2 separate regions of the Mus musculus genome follow, and region 2 is linked to region 1. A link is a contact called in public Hi-C data. All regions are on one chromosome and are shown on one strand. The core of a region is the stretch at or near the end of the contact, and the rest is flanking DNA. Distances in the headings are between cores, read along the strand shown.

Region 1 (6,098 bases), core at 2,139-4,638:
GGAGAGAGGAAGTTTGATGAGGATCGGGGTGTGTTTACATGGACACAGAGTCTCTCCCCACATTTTCTAATTAAATAGAGGAAAAAGGTAATTTACCATGAAGACACCTGGCAGACACCGTCTTAACCAAGGGACAAAGGTTAACATCTCCAGTAATGGAACAAACTGAAGTCACTTACTGCCTACCAGGCCACTGGCTCTATGGTTCTCTACCCAAAACCCAAGAGAAATCTAATCTGGAGGAAATATCAAACAAACCCAGACTGGGAACCTTCTACTAACCTCAAGGAAGTATCAAAGTCACTAGTGTCGAGATGGGGGAACTTTTCCAGGTTAAAAAGTTTCTAACAAGACCCAGTAACTGAGAGCTAGAAGTGCAGGTTAGTGGAAGAGCACTTGCCTAGTACCCTTGGTTCAATCCCCAGCACAAAAAAAGAAAGGAAGGAAGACAGAAGAAAGGGAGGAAGAGAGGAAGGATAGAGGTTGGGGGGAAGAAAGAGCCTGTATATAGACAAGCCCCGCCCCCATCCCTGACAAGCCCCGCCCCCATCCCTGAGTTTAGTCCTCATCAGAGAGGTGGGGAGAGGAAGAGAGGGAGTGGAAGGGGCAGTGCGGGAGAGGAGGGGAGGGGAGGGGAGGGGAGGGGAGGGGAGGGGAGGGGTGGAGAGGAGGTAAGGAAAGGCAGAAAAGAAATGACAGCCAAATGCAGCAATGCATGACCATAGCCAGTTCCTCTTGCTGTGTACAGGGCATCGTTAGACCGACTGGTAAAACTTGAATAAGGTCTGACAATGAGGTGGCAGTTACCCATTGATAATGAATTCCTGAATCTAATGGCCATGCTGTAACTAAGTAAGAGAATATCTGTTTACAAGAAAGGCACACCACATGTAGTACTTGGGATCGAGGACCATCAGGTCCCGACTTCTCCACAAGTTACAAAGGACTCCAAAAACAGAGTTCAAAAATGTTTTCATCAGCTGCCACCACACGCTCCGACTTCATTTATCTCACTAAAAGCAAAGGCTAAAGCCAACTCAGGCAACCAAACCTGTTCACCCTGACTGTCAGGGACAGGGTGCCAGGCATGGGCTGGGCACACACCTCTGTGTCCAGAGGTTCAGACCCAAGGCTTGGTTGGGGAGGGCCAGACCAAGGCCACAGTCAAGGCTTAAGAGAGGAATTTCAGCGTTAAACACTCAAGAAGCCAATGGCCTCTGGGGCCCAGAGGAGGAGAAGCAAGCTGGTTCTTCTCACACCCCACAGCAGCCAAGACCTTCCCTCAGGCCCAGAGGCTCAGAGAAGGTGAAGGTTGGGAGGAGACAGAAAGCAGGAAGCAGAGCCTCTGCCCACTGGCGTGGCCACATCAGATTGACAATATTGAATACATATTTGTTGATTTAAGTCTCCACACCTCATTGTCTTCAGACCCCTCTGCCATATACCTTGTGTTACTGTCCAGGCAAGAATAGGCAGGGATCAACAGACACCAAGGGGACCCCCTCTCCAGCCAGCCAAGCTCTGGTCCACATTTTGCAACATTTAACAGGCTTGAATTTTCTCAGGGATAGTTTTATAAATGTCAAGAAATGAAAAATGGCCTGGGCTAGTGGTATATGTCATCATCTCAATACCCAGAAGGCTAGGACAGAAAGATCAAGAATTCAAGGCCAGCCTGGGCTACATAGTGAGCCTCTGCCTCAAACAAACCAACAAGGATGGAAAAGAACTGAAAGCCTGTCGATGTGAATCTTCCCTGCGTGTCTGAGAGCTGCTGCCCACAGGCCTGGGCAACTTCAGCTTCATGCCTCCCCATGAGTCCCCTGCCTCCCAGCGCTGTCAAGGGCTGAGCCATAGGGGATGCCCAATGGATGCTAAGTGTCTCTGTGGGTTTATGTCTTTTGTTTTGTTGGAGGAGGAGGTTTCTACAGTCTCCGTTCATATCTGTTTTGTTTTTAGACTGAGACCAGACCAGCCTCCACCCCTGTATGTAGCCTATGTCAGCTCCTGTCTCAGCCTGTCTACTGCTGTGATTGCAGGAATGGATCATTCTCACCATCTTATTTGTCTGATGGTTTTGTTCTACTGTGTTCTGTTCTTCTTGCTTTCCTCTGTTTTGAAGACAGGGTCTTACCCCAGGTCAGGGTCTAACCCCAGCTGACCTGGAACTCACAAACCTCCTGCCTCAGCTCGGGAGTCCCAGATCTTAGGTATGAGCCACCACTCCCTGCCTGTATGTTCTCTGTGTGGGTGTTTGCTCAGAGCCTTTGTCTGCATGCCTGGAAGGCAAAGAGAGGTGACAGCAACGTACTTCATCCTTCCTTCCTCAGCCTGCACAGGCCTCTCCAAGGCATTTGGTCCTTTAGTACGTGCTTGTCCAAAAGGACAAGGTCACGACGTGACATGGGAAGAACTGACGAGCTCTTGGCCCCACATGAAGGATGGCTCCCAGGATGAGAAGCCAGGCGCTAAAGAGACACAAAATAGAGGCTAAAATGGTTGTCATTGCTAGGCACAGAGATGGAGTCAGCAGCCCGCCCTCGGGCACTGTCCATTACCCTGAACAGACATCGTTTGCTGCAGCTGGGTGGGTCCCAGTCAGAGAGGGTGGCAGTTAGATGAAAGGGTTAACAGGAACTCACTACCTACAAATGTTCTGCAAACCCTAGGCGTCTGGACCAATGAGACAGACTAGACCTCGATAAAGCATGAAACACTTAGGTATCACACAAGGCTGTGCCCCGGCTGAGCTCTGGAACTCCAGTGACAATGAGAGGTTCTTTAGACTGAACCAGCCCAGGGATGGAACAGTAGCTGACACAAGGATCCCGTCCAGGCTTGTACGGCCTTCCCCCAGATGTTCTGTCTAAGAGGCATGTGCACATCACGGAGCGCCTGAACACACACCGATAGGGTACTCAGGAGATCCAGGAATGGGTATCACGATAAAATGGCAGCATGTGTGTGTTCCTGCCTGGGTCCAGCATCTGACCCCACGGTGACCTCCCTCCTCCCCAACCTGGGCTGACTCATGCTTCCAGAATGGGAACCTGAGTGTTCTGGCTACCTAGCCACAAGTGACTCACATCTCATCCAGGGGATGCTGTAGAAAGGGCTTGTGGCAGCTGCCAGCTCTCAAAACACACTCACTTATCACTTCCTGAGCACTTCCTGTGCACCGCCACATGGCCACGGGTATATTGACCCTGGGGATGTAAAAGCACCTTCCCCCTTTTGATAAAGGAGGGAAGTGAGGACCAAAAAAGAAGCCCACCCTGAAGGAGCCAGGCCTGGCTGCTCTTACAGGAGCATCCAGCATCATGATAAGATCCTTGCAGCCCCAGCTCAGCCACTGGGTGGGGCTAGCATGGTCCACAGTCAGTCTGACAGCACAGGCTGCACCCGGAAGGAGCTTCACAGGGAGGTGTCCTTGCTCTCCTTGGTCCCGGCCCTGCTGGAGTGGGTGGGTGGGTGGGTGAGTGAGGCGTGGGGGCAACTTAGCCTTTTTTTCATGCCTGTGGTTTCAGGTGGCCACTGAGTCAGACTTAAATGACTGGGGACTCATAGTGTCCTAGGTCAATCTGGCATTTCTTTGAAAGGCGCTTACCATTTCAATTGCCCCAGAACCACAGGGTACACACTGCTTTCCCCAGCACACCTCAGCATTCATAGGGCAACAAAGGCCTTCTTAGGGGCTAATCTCCATCATGAGCATGTGACGACGCAGGCGTGCACATATGCCTAACTCAGGTAAACAGCCAGGCCCTCCCAGATATACAGACCCCGTACAAGCCCTAGCTATGCTCAGTTCTCAGGCACCCATGTGTCTCCATGTTGCTCTTGTGTCCCAAATCCCCCGGCTGCTGTGAGATGGGAGGCTACAGTGCACAGCAGCAGGGCACGCACACACTGCAGACAAGTACATACCCAAGTTGTTCACACAGAAACCTGGGGTGGGACTACGAACAGGAAGAGGCTGCCACTGGCCAGAAGCTACAATCCCCAGCCTCATCTCTAGGAGTCACTGTCAAGTTCTCTGCCCCAAACCTGAACTCTGAGACAGGAAGGATGAAGGAGACCTGAGGAACAAGCTCCCCTCAGTCCTACCACCTGCCAGGTGGGCAGCAGGTGGCACCACTGGGCTGCAGATTAGGACCCAGCTTTCCTTGTGGTGGCAGGAGAGGGACATGCTGGTGGCTGGAATCATGTAGGATGTGGGATAATCTCCTACCGAGGCAGGCAGCTTGAACTCAGAGAGACTGAACCCCAGGAGGAGGTGAGGGAACTGAAGAGCACTGGAAGAGGTGGGAGAGAGAAGAGGGGGGGGCACTGGGTGAAGAAATGGAGAGGGTGAAGCAGGAGAGGAGTGGGCTGAGAGGGACGAGGAAGAGAAGAGGGACAGGAAATGAACAGAGCAGAGCAGAAAGACACAGGGAGGGAACCACATGGCCATCACATAGGCTCGTATCACCAGCCATAGCTCCCTTTACCTGCCAACCCAGGACTCGGTCAGGACAGACAGACACTGCTTGAGCTATGCCTCCTTGGTCCCTCCTTTCTTTCTTCAGACCAGCGATCTGAAGGTTCCTGGATTGGAGGGCTCTGCAGACAAGCAGAGTTCACCACCTCACGTGAAGTGCAGGGAGCAGGGAGTCTGTAACTTAGCTTGCTAGAGCCAAAACTCCAGAAGCAGGGACCCCAGTGCATGGACAAGGTAAGGCATCGTGTCTCTCTCCCCGCTGACCTCTGCTGGCTAGACTATTCCAGCCCAGAGGTGTACACTACCTCAGCACTTTGGCATAGGCTAGCTGGAGCCTAATACCACCACCAGCAAGTTCTGGGTGGCAGGCAAATGTGTCCTAGAGCGCAGGCAGAGGGGGCTGAGCAGAGCTGGATAGTGAGTTTCCCATCTCCCCCACCCACCCCATACCTTAACATCTCCACAGCCCTGACCTGGAGACAGGGCCAGAAGTCTTTGTTGCCTAGACCCCTCCTGTCCTGCTGTGCATAGAGTCAAAGCTGAACAACAACATGGAAGCTGTGGGGCCTACACTGCTGCAGTGTAGGTGAGGCCTGTCATTTAGACCTAACCAGTGACACAGTCTTCCTTGTCCTTTCTGCCCTGGGGGCCTAGGAGGGTCTGAGAGACCTCCTGACATGACCTCTGGGACAGGCTGTTTATCATAGCTTCATTCCCAGAATTCCCTGTCCCTCCAGCACCCAAGCACTCCCAGAGGTCAGGAGAGGCAGCACTGTGATGTGGTCCAGCCTTAGAGGCCTAAAAAGGAGTTGCTGAGGGAACCACAGTGCGCATTTGACCCTCAGTTTCCCCCTGTATCAGAGCCCTGGCACCAAAGCCTTCACTCCATGCAAATAGGTGACCTCACTTTCTCACTTCACTCCATCCTCCTTGATGAAACCAGAAGGCAAACCTCCCATAGTCCTCTAGTCCATATCTGACCGTAGCAAACCCTGCTCAAAGATCCCTTCCATGGCTGCCCACTTCCCCCACACAGGAGGCACCCACCTCTGCCTGCTGCTACATCTTTGTGGCTTTATCGGCAGATGGCAAGAGGCCCTGCCTGCTCCCAAATCACAGGACTGTTCCCAGGTCTCTGAGTGTGCTGGTGTCTTCCCTGTACAGCCACACCCCACCACTGTGAGTGGGTCGGTGTGCACCTCAGAGCCTACAGCCCCCCCACCCCACCCCACCAGAAGCCCTTCCTGGAGCAGACAGCCCCTGAGTATTTCTGTGAATTTCTCCTACTCTGCAATACCCCCTGCTGTGAGAACTCGGGATATCTCTGCCAAATCAGTATCTTTAGCACCTCACACACCACTCAACACCTCAGACGTGTTGATGGATGTTACCAACGATTATTAAACACCAATAATTTCATCATGTTGTGATTCTGGCTCCTCTTGGCCAGAGGGTAGCTGGGGTAGGCAGCTGGAAGCCACTGCTCAACTAACGCTCTCTCTCTCTCTCTCTCTCCCTCTCTCTCTCTCTCTGGTACTAGACCTGCCTTTGCTATGTGGTTCACAGGCCTCAGCAGAGACATCAGAGACTGCTGACTAGCTAGTCCCTAAGACAGATA
Region 2 (6,098 bases), core at 2,360-4,859, 65 kb before region 1:
CTTTGTAATATGAATGCACACTCTGGGTTCCTGATTGAGGTATCAGGTGTCCTGGGTAGGCAAGTGTCACGGGACGACACTGGGAGTCAAATAGGAGTGATGGTAGTCTCATACTGCTGAGTGGCATTCTGGGAAAAGGTTCCTCTGGATAGGCCGTCTTTATTGTTCTGACCCCTGGGCTTGTGTGCCTGTTGCTCTAACTGCAACCAAGGGTGCTCAGCTAGCGTGAGATTTTCCACACCTTCCTTTAAGGATATTCTAATGCCACCAAAGGGCTGGACATGCAGATTGATGTGGAGTTCACAACTTTGCATGCACAAAGCCCTGGGTTCCATCTCCAGCCACAATAAATATATTTAAATAGCTTCAAGGGATCACATAGGTTTGAGACACAAAATATCCCTGGGTAGATCAACTTAGACCATAAGGCATAAGGTCTCCATCAACCGAAGCTACGGTTCTAAAGACAGGTAAATGAGACAGTCATGGTCCTCAGGGGTGGCTCGGATAGAGATATGAACCAAGCTCATCATCTGGCACACCTGAGTGCTATGAAGTATGAGACAGGCATGTAATGAGTGTGTGGAGCCAACAGAAAGCCTTCTTTATGGACGTGGGAAGTTCCAAGGAGTCTTCTTAGGGGCCTTCACTCGGGTGAGATCCAGACAATTCTATGTGACCAGAGTACAGTTTATTAAGGGGGTGTTTGTGAGGGGGGGGTGGGGGAAGGATTTTGTGTGTGTGTGTGTGTGTGTGTGTGCACGCACGCGCGCATTTTGTGGCTTTTAAACTTGTATTATACAAAGAATATCATTTTCCAACCAAGCTCAAAAATTAAAGTATAAAAGTAAAGTTTAAATTTTAAGAAAAAAAAATGCCAGCTTACATCTCTTATCTTACAGAGTTTCCTCTGTGGGAGCCAAATGGATGGCCCAGAGCTTAAGAACACCTTTTGTTCTTCCACAGGACCTGATTCAGTTCACAGCGCCCATGTCAGGGACACAATTGCCTGCAACTCCCATTCTAGGGGATCCAGTGCCCTCTTCTGGCCGCTTCAGGAACCTGAATTCACACTCTCAGCATTCACACAGACATACACACATTCACATGAAACTCCAAAACAAACCTTTAAAAAATATATATGTAAATGAAATTGTAAGGCCATTTTCGAGACATTGTTCAAGTTTAGATTGAGACAAATTTCCATAAATTCGTCTCAAAGTCGCATGATTGGTCTTTAACAAATGCGACCTATTCTTTCTTATAACGCTCAGATTATTCAGGGTTCTTTTCTCTTTAGATTGTCTTCCCTGATTCAGGAAGTGTGTCACGTTTAGTCAGCCGGTTAAACATATAAGCTAAATCCTAGAGTAAGATGTTTCCCCCTTCCCATGACCCTTAATGTCTTCCTCTCCTGCTTCACCCTTGTAATGAAAAACGATGACTGAACTGAGGACAGCCCTGCTCCCTTCAGAAGTCACCTCAACTCAGAACAAATGACTCCTCATAAAGCCACCAGCTGAGTCTCCTCCATCCCATGATGGAATGTGGCCCATGGCTTGGGGAAACCTCTCAGAGAATACGTCCTAAACCACAGATATTATGGTGACTCAAATAGCTCCAGCCCAGAAAAATACCCCAACCTGACCCTAAGCCCTCAGGATCTCCAGCCAGACTCCAGGCAACTTGAAGCTTGGGGGTTGGGAAGGGAAAATGTGGTCAGCCAGTCTCCAGGGAGCCAGGATGCAGGATGCTGGGCAGAAGTCCTGCCTGCTCTCCCTGAGACTGTTCTGCCTTCCCTCCGTGCCCACTCCCTGACACACTCTGAAACTGGAGTGAGAAAAACTGGTTCTGAACATCTTTCACTACCTCCCAGCAAATACAAGGGACAGGGAGCTGGACTCTGGAGATGCAGGTAGGGATACACTCTCAGGGTTCCTTGAGTTGGGGGGACGGGGGGGTCAGTAAGAATGAACATTTGGTTAGAGAAGGCCAGAGATGACCCAGTGAGGCTGATGAGACACATGTGACCACCAGCAAGCCACGTTCCCATCCATTCCTTTTCCATGACACCGTCATGTTTACCCAAGAAAGGAGCCTTTTGGATACCTGCTCCTCGGGTGCTGGAGCAAGGAAACAGCCAACACTCTGCACTTAAGCGCCTTAAAAGGAGATGCTTGGCCTCTGGCTTAATGACGCACCTGAGCCCCACCCTGAGACATGGAGAGCAGGAACTATTGTTCCCAAGACACACTGATGACGTAATCCTTTTCGCAATGGAAAATGATGTGAACTCTCCAAACAGACCCTTGCTCTACAGCCCTACAAAGCCAACCTTGCTCTGGTCACCCCACCTCGCACCTTCAGAAAACTGTCCCTTGTCCAAGTACAGCCTCCTAGTGAAAACTCAGACCAAACTATCCCTTGTATCTGGAGGTAGACATTAGGATGCTTCCCTGTGGCTTAATATTTTCCTGGCCTACCATCACTTCCTAAGTTGGCACGCAGGCCTGGGTCACCAGTTATGAGACTGAGCATCGTTTTCAGTGTGTATCAAAGCAGCAAGGGTGGGCTTTCTCCCCCTCTCCATCCTTTTCTATTCTTATTTATTTCTGTGCCCCAAGAGAAACAGGGCCAGAGTGTCTTTCTCACTGTCAAGTCCTTAGGGCTAACAACTATATGGGACCTTATACCACCATTCGAGAGTATAGCTGATGTCAGGATGCCTGTTTGTAACCCAAGAACTTGGCATGCTGAGGCAGGAGACTTTTGAGTTCAGTCCTGGGCTGCATAGGAAGTTCCATGCCTGTCTGAGTTGCGAGTGAGACCCTGTCTCTAAAATGGGGCTGGGAGGGTGGCTGGGGGCTGGAATATAATCCAGCCATACAATGCTTGCCTGCCTTGCCTCACATGTACAAGGCACTGGGTTCTATTCTCAACTCCAAAACCAGGACTAACAGAGTGAAGGAATGAGTAAGGAACAGAGGAGTCTCCTGTCCCTCTCTGTCTCTCTGCCAGGGTAATTGACTGTGGACCCAGACACACACTCTGTGGAATTTACCCAGTCTTTCCCTTTCTCCACCCATCAATTCACCTGTCCCATCATAAAGATCTGAGTTGTACAATAGCAAGTCCCCTAAGACTAAGTCCCCTAACACCCACACATCACTATGTTCCTTCATGGTACTGGCTGGAACTGTGAGTGGCTTGGAAGTCCAGTTCAGACAGGCTGGCTGATTAGCCACCACAGAATGTTTTATTAAAGGGCAAGCCTGAAAAAGAGAGAGAGAGAAAGAGAGAGAGAATAGAGCCAGTCAGAGGGGCAGAATGCAAGGTTCAGGTAAGCCACAGGCCATGTCTACAAGATGACACACCAGAGTCCCGTCTAGTTCCAAGTGAGGGGCAAAAGGGGGAAGGGAGAAGAGGGCCAGCTCTGTGGGCAAGGGAATCTGAGACAAGAGGACCAAGTCTTTGGGCAGAAGCGCCAGTTTCTAGTCTTCTCCGGAGGGAGGGGTTCAACATTCACGGGAGCCAAGGCAGCCAAAGCCTCCAACACAGCCCGCAGAGCTGCAGAGAGCGCAGCCACCACTTGGGGCGCTCATGTTCAGGCCACAGGAACTGACTCCGGGTGCCCTTAGGGAGGACCTGTCTCCAGTGACGTCACCGCCGGGAGCTGTATGGAGAGCGACGTGAAAATTGAGACCAATGGCAGGACTCAGAAGCCTTCCCACCCCAAGGCTGCCAAGAAGACCCACAGACTTCTCCAAGAGAGATAGACCCTCCTCAGCACCAGAGTGGTGCTCCCTGCCCAGAGTCCCAGACCAAGCCTGTGGCAAAAGGAAGCAACTGCTAAGTCAATCCACCTATCAGGTTCCCCAATACAGAAACCTTTGATTCCCACACTCTCAGCTCAGACAGAGCCTTCTAGCCTGCATGCTCCTTGGGTCTGTCCTGACTGCTACCACCGTCTCCTTGTCTTGATGGACAAATGGCTCTGCTGTCTGACTCTGACTCAGCCCACACCCAGGACTTGGGCTCCCCCAAGGGAGTAGACACATAGTACTCTCCCAGAGCACACACAGGGAATCACTCCTGCCACCCCACCCCCACAACTGTGATCTGCAGAGAGAGACAGATAAACCTCCTCTTCCTTCTCAGGAGACTGAGGGAATTAGGGGGTGGGGGAGTGACAAGATCTCATATCTTACCCAAGTCACTTACCCACACTCCCTGCCCCAAGTCCCAGACCAAGCCTGTAGGGAAAAAGAAGCCACAACTAAGTTAATTGACCTACTAGGTTCCCCAACACAGATACTTCAGACTCTCACACTCCCAGATCAGACAGAGCCCTCTAGCCTGAAAGCTCCTTAGACCTGTCCTGGCTTTACCATCTCCTTGTCTTGATGGGCAAATGACTCTGCCATCTGACACTGTCTCAGCCCACACCCAGCCCTGGGTCTTTTTGTTCAAGGAGCTACAAAGGTGTGAGAAGACTGACTGCAGGAGAGCAATGCCGGATACCCAGTCCCTTGCCTCCTGTTACCTCACCTCTGCTCCTCACCCTCCAGCAGCCTGCGGTAGGTAGCGATCTCAAAGTCCAGGCCCAGTTTGACGATCATGAGCTCCTGGTACTCACGTAGCTGCCGAGCCATGTCCTGCTTGGCTCGCTGCAGGGCAGCCTCCAGCCAGGCCAGTCTGCCCTTAGCGCTGCCTGAGGCCGCATCCGGCATGGCCTCCAAGTCTTGGCTTTTCTGTAGTTCACAAGGCTGGGAATGAAACAAAGAGCTTAGATAGATAGATAGATAGATAGATAGATAGATAGATAGATAATATATAAATGATAGATGATAGATAATAGATTGATAGACAATAGATAAATGGGTGATATATAGATGATAGATACATAATAGATAATAATAGATGGTAGATAGATGATAGATAATAGATTGATAGATGATAGATACATATATAAATAGATGATAGATTGATAGATAATAGATAAATAGGTGATATATAAATGATAGTTTGATGGTAGATAGATAGATAGATAGATAGATAGATGATAGATAATAGATAATAGATGATAGATACATGATACATACATACATGATAGATAAATAGATGATGATAGATAGATTGATTGATGATAGACAGGTGATGGGTAGATTGATAGATTGATTGATAGATGATAATAGATAGATAGATAGATAGATAGATAGATAGATAGATAGATAGATAGATAGATAGATAGATAGCTTCAGCCTCATTCCTCCTGCCTCAGGGACCTAGCCGTTACTCAAAGGCCTGGAGCCAGTGTGGATGTGAAGATGACCCGTGGACTGGAGGAAATGGAGGCCTGCTCTGAAATTTGCCAACGTGTTTGAGTATGTCTAGAGCAGTGGTTCTCAACTTTCCTAATGCTGCGGCTCTTTAACACAGTTCCTCGAGTTATGGAGAACCCCAACCATAAAATCATTTCATGCACTACAGTCCAGAAATGGGAGGCACATCTGTGATTCAGATCTTGAGGCTGGAAGACACAGATTTCTAACCCAGATCTTGATGTGGAATGAAACACTCTTTTGATTCAGATCTTGAGGCACTGTGGCCATGAAAAGCTTAGGCCCAGGCAAGGTGGTACAAGCCTCTAATCCCAGGAGACTGAGGCAAGCAGATCTCTGGGTTCGAGGTCAGCCTGGGACAGAGCAAGTTCCAAATCCAGGTGCAGTGGTCCACACCTGTAATCTGGGCCACACCTTCTGCTGGAGACATACATAATGACAATGGAAGAAGGAGCAGTCACTGTTGCACTTACCTGCCAGCACATCTGTTGGACCCTACTTCTACAGAAGACCAGCTGAAACAACTAAGCCTCATGGGACTGAGCAGCCACTAGGATCTTGAACTCCCCATGCACAGCTGCCCATTGTTGGGTTAGTTGGGCTACAGACTGCAAGTCATCACAATAAAATCTCTCAATATAGAGAGACATTCCCTACAGTCTGTGACTCCAGAGAACCCTGAATAATGCACCTTGTAACTCAAACTCACCCTGAACTCACTCTATAGCACAGGGTAGCCTGGAACCTGAGATCTTC

Evidence for each region. Hi-C and Micro-C count contacts between places; a contact is called where the count stands out from the background.
Region 2: a Hi-C map of embryonic fibroblasts shows a contact between it and region 1, with 1.7 times the contacts expected there. The contact joins two enhancer-like sites. A contact is called at or near these places in 6 of 39 promoter capture datasets (cranial neural crest, embryonic stem cells, epiblast stem cells and 3 more), 1 of 15 datasets of contacts at CTCF or cohesin (embryonic stem cells), 7 of 484 Hi-C or Micro-C datasets (the AML12 cell line, adipose-derived mesenchymal stem cells, bone marrow-derived dendritic cells and 2 more), 4 of 115 datasets of contacts at active chromatin or transcription factors (the NIH/3T3 cell line, astrocytes, embryonic stem cells and 1 more) and 4 of 9 other capture datasets (adipose tissue, embryonic stem cells, liver and 1 more).

The regions. Positions count from the first base shown.
Region 1 is chr15:101,385,376-101,391,473 of GRCm38.p6, reverse strand. The region is part of intron 1 of Gm35853 (a long non-coding RNA gene); the gene reads right to left. It also overlaps a transcript of Gm671 not described here. Among named protein-coding and RNA genes, the nearest start is that of Krt80, 18 kb to the right of the region's middle. Within about 2 kb of position 3,388, at least 83 of the 459 cell types and tissues checked have an H3K27ac peak or open chromatin away from gene starts, as enhancers often do. A contact at or near this core is called in the AML12 cell line, the NIH/3T3 cell line, embryonic fibroblasts and 1 more, where this site is marked.
Region 2 is chr15:101,451,047-101,457,144 of GRCm38.p6, reverse strand. Krt88 (keratin 88) reads right to left here. Exons shown (of 5, transcript NM_025487.3): 3 at 4,549-4,766; 4 at 4,222-4,253; 5 at 3,236-3,673. The coding sequence ends at 3,516. Among named protein-coding and RNA genes, the nearest start is that of Krt88, 6.4 kb to the right of the region's middle. Within about 2 kb of position 3,609, at least 126 of the 459 cell types and tissues checked have an H3K27ac peak or open chromatin away from gene starts, as enhancers often do. A contact at or near this core is called in the AML12 cell line, the NIH/3T3 cell line, embryonic fibroblasts and 1 more, where this site is marked.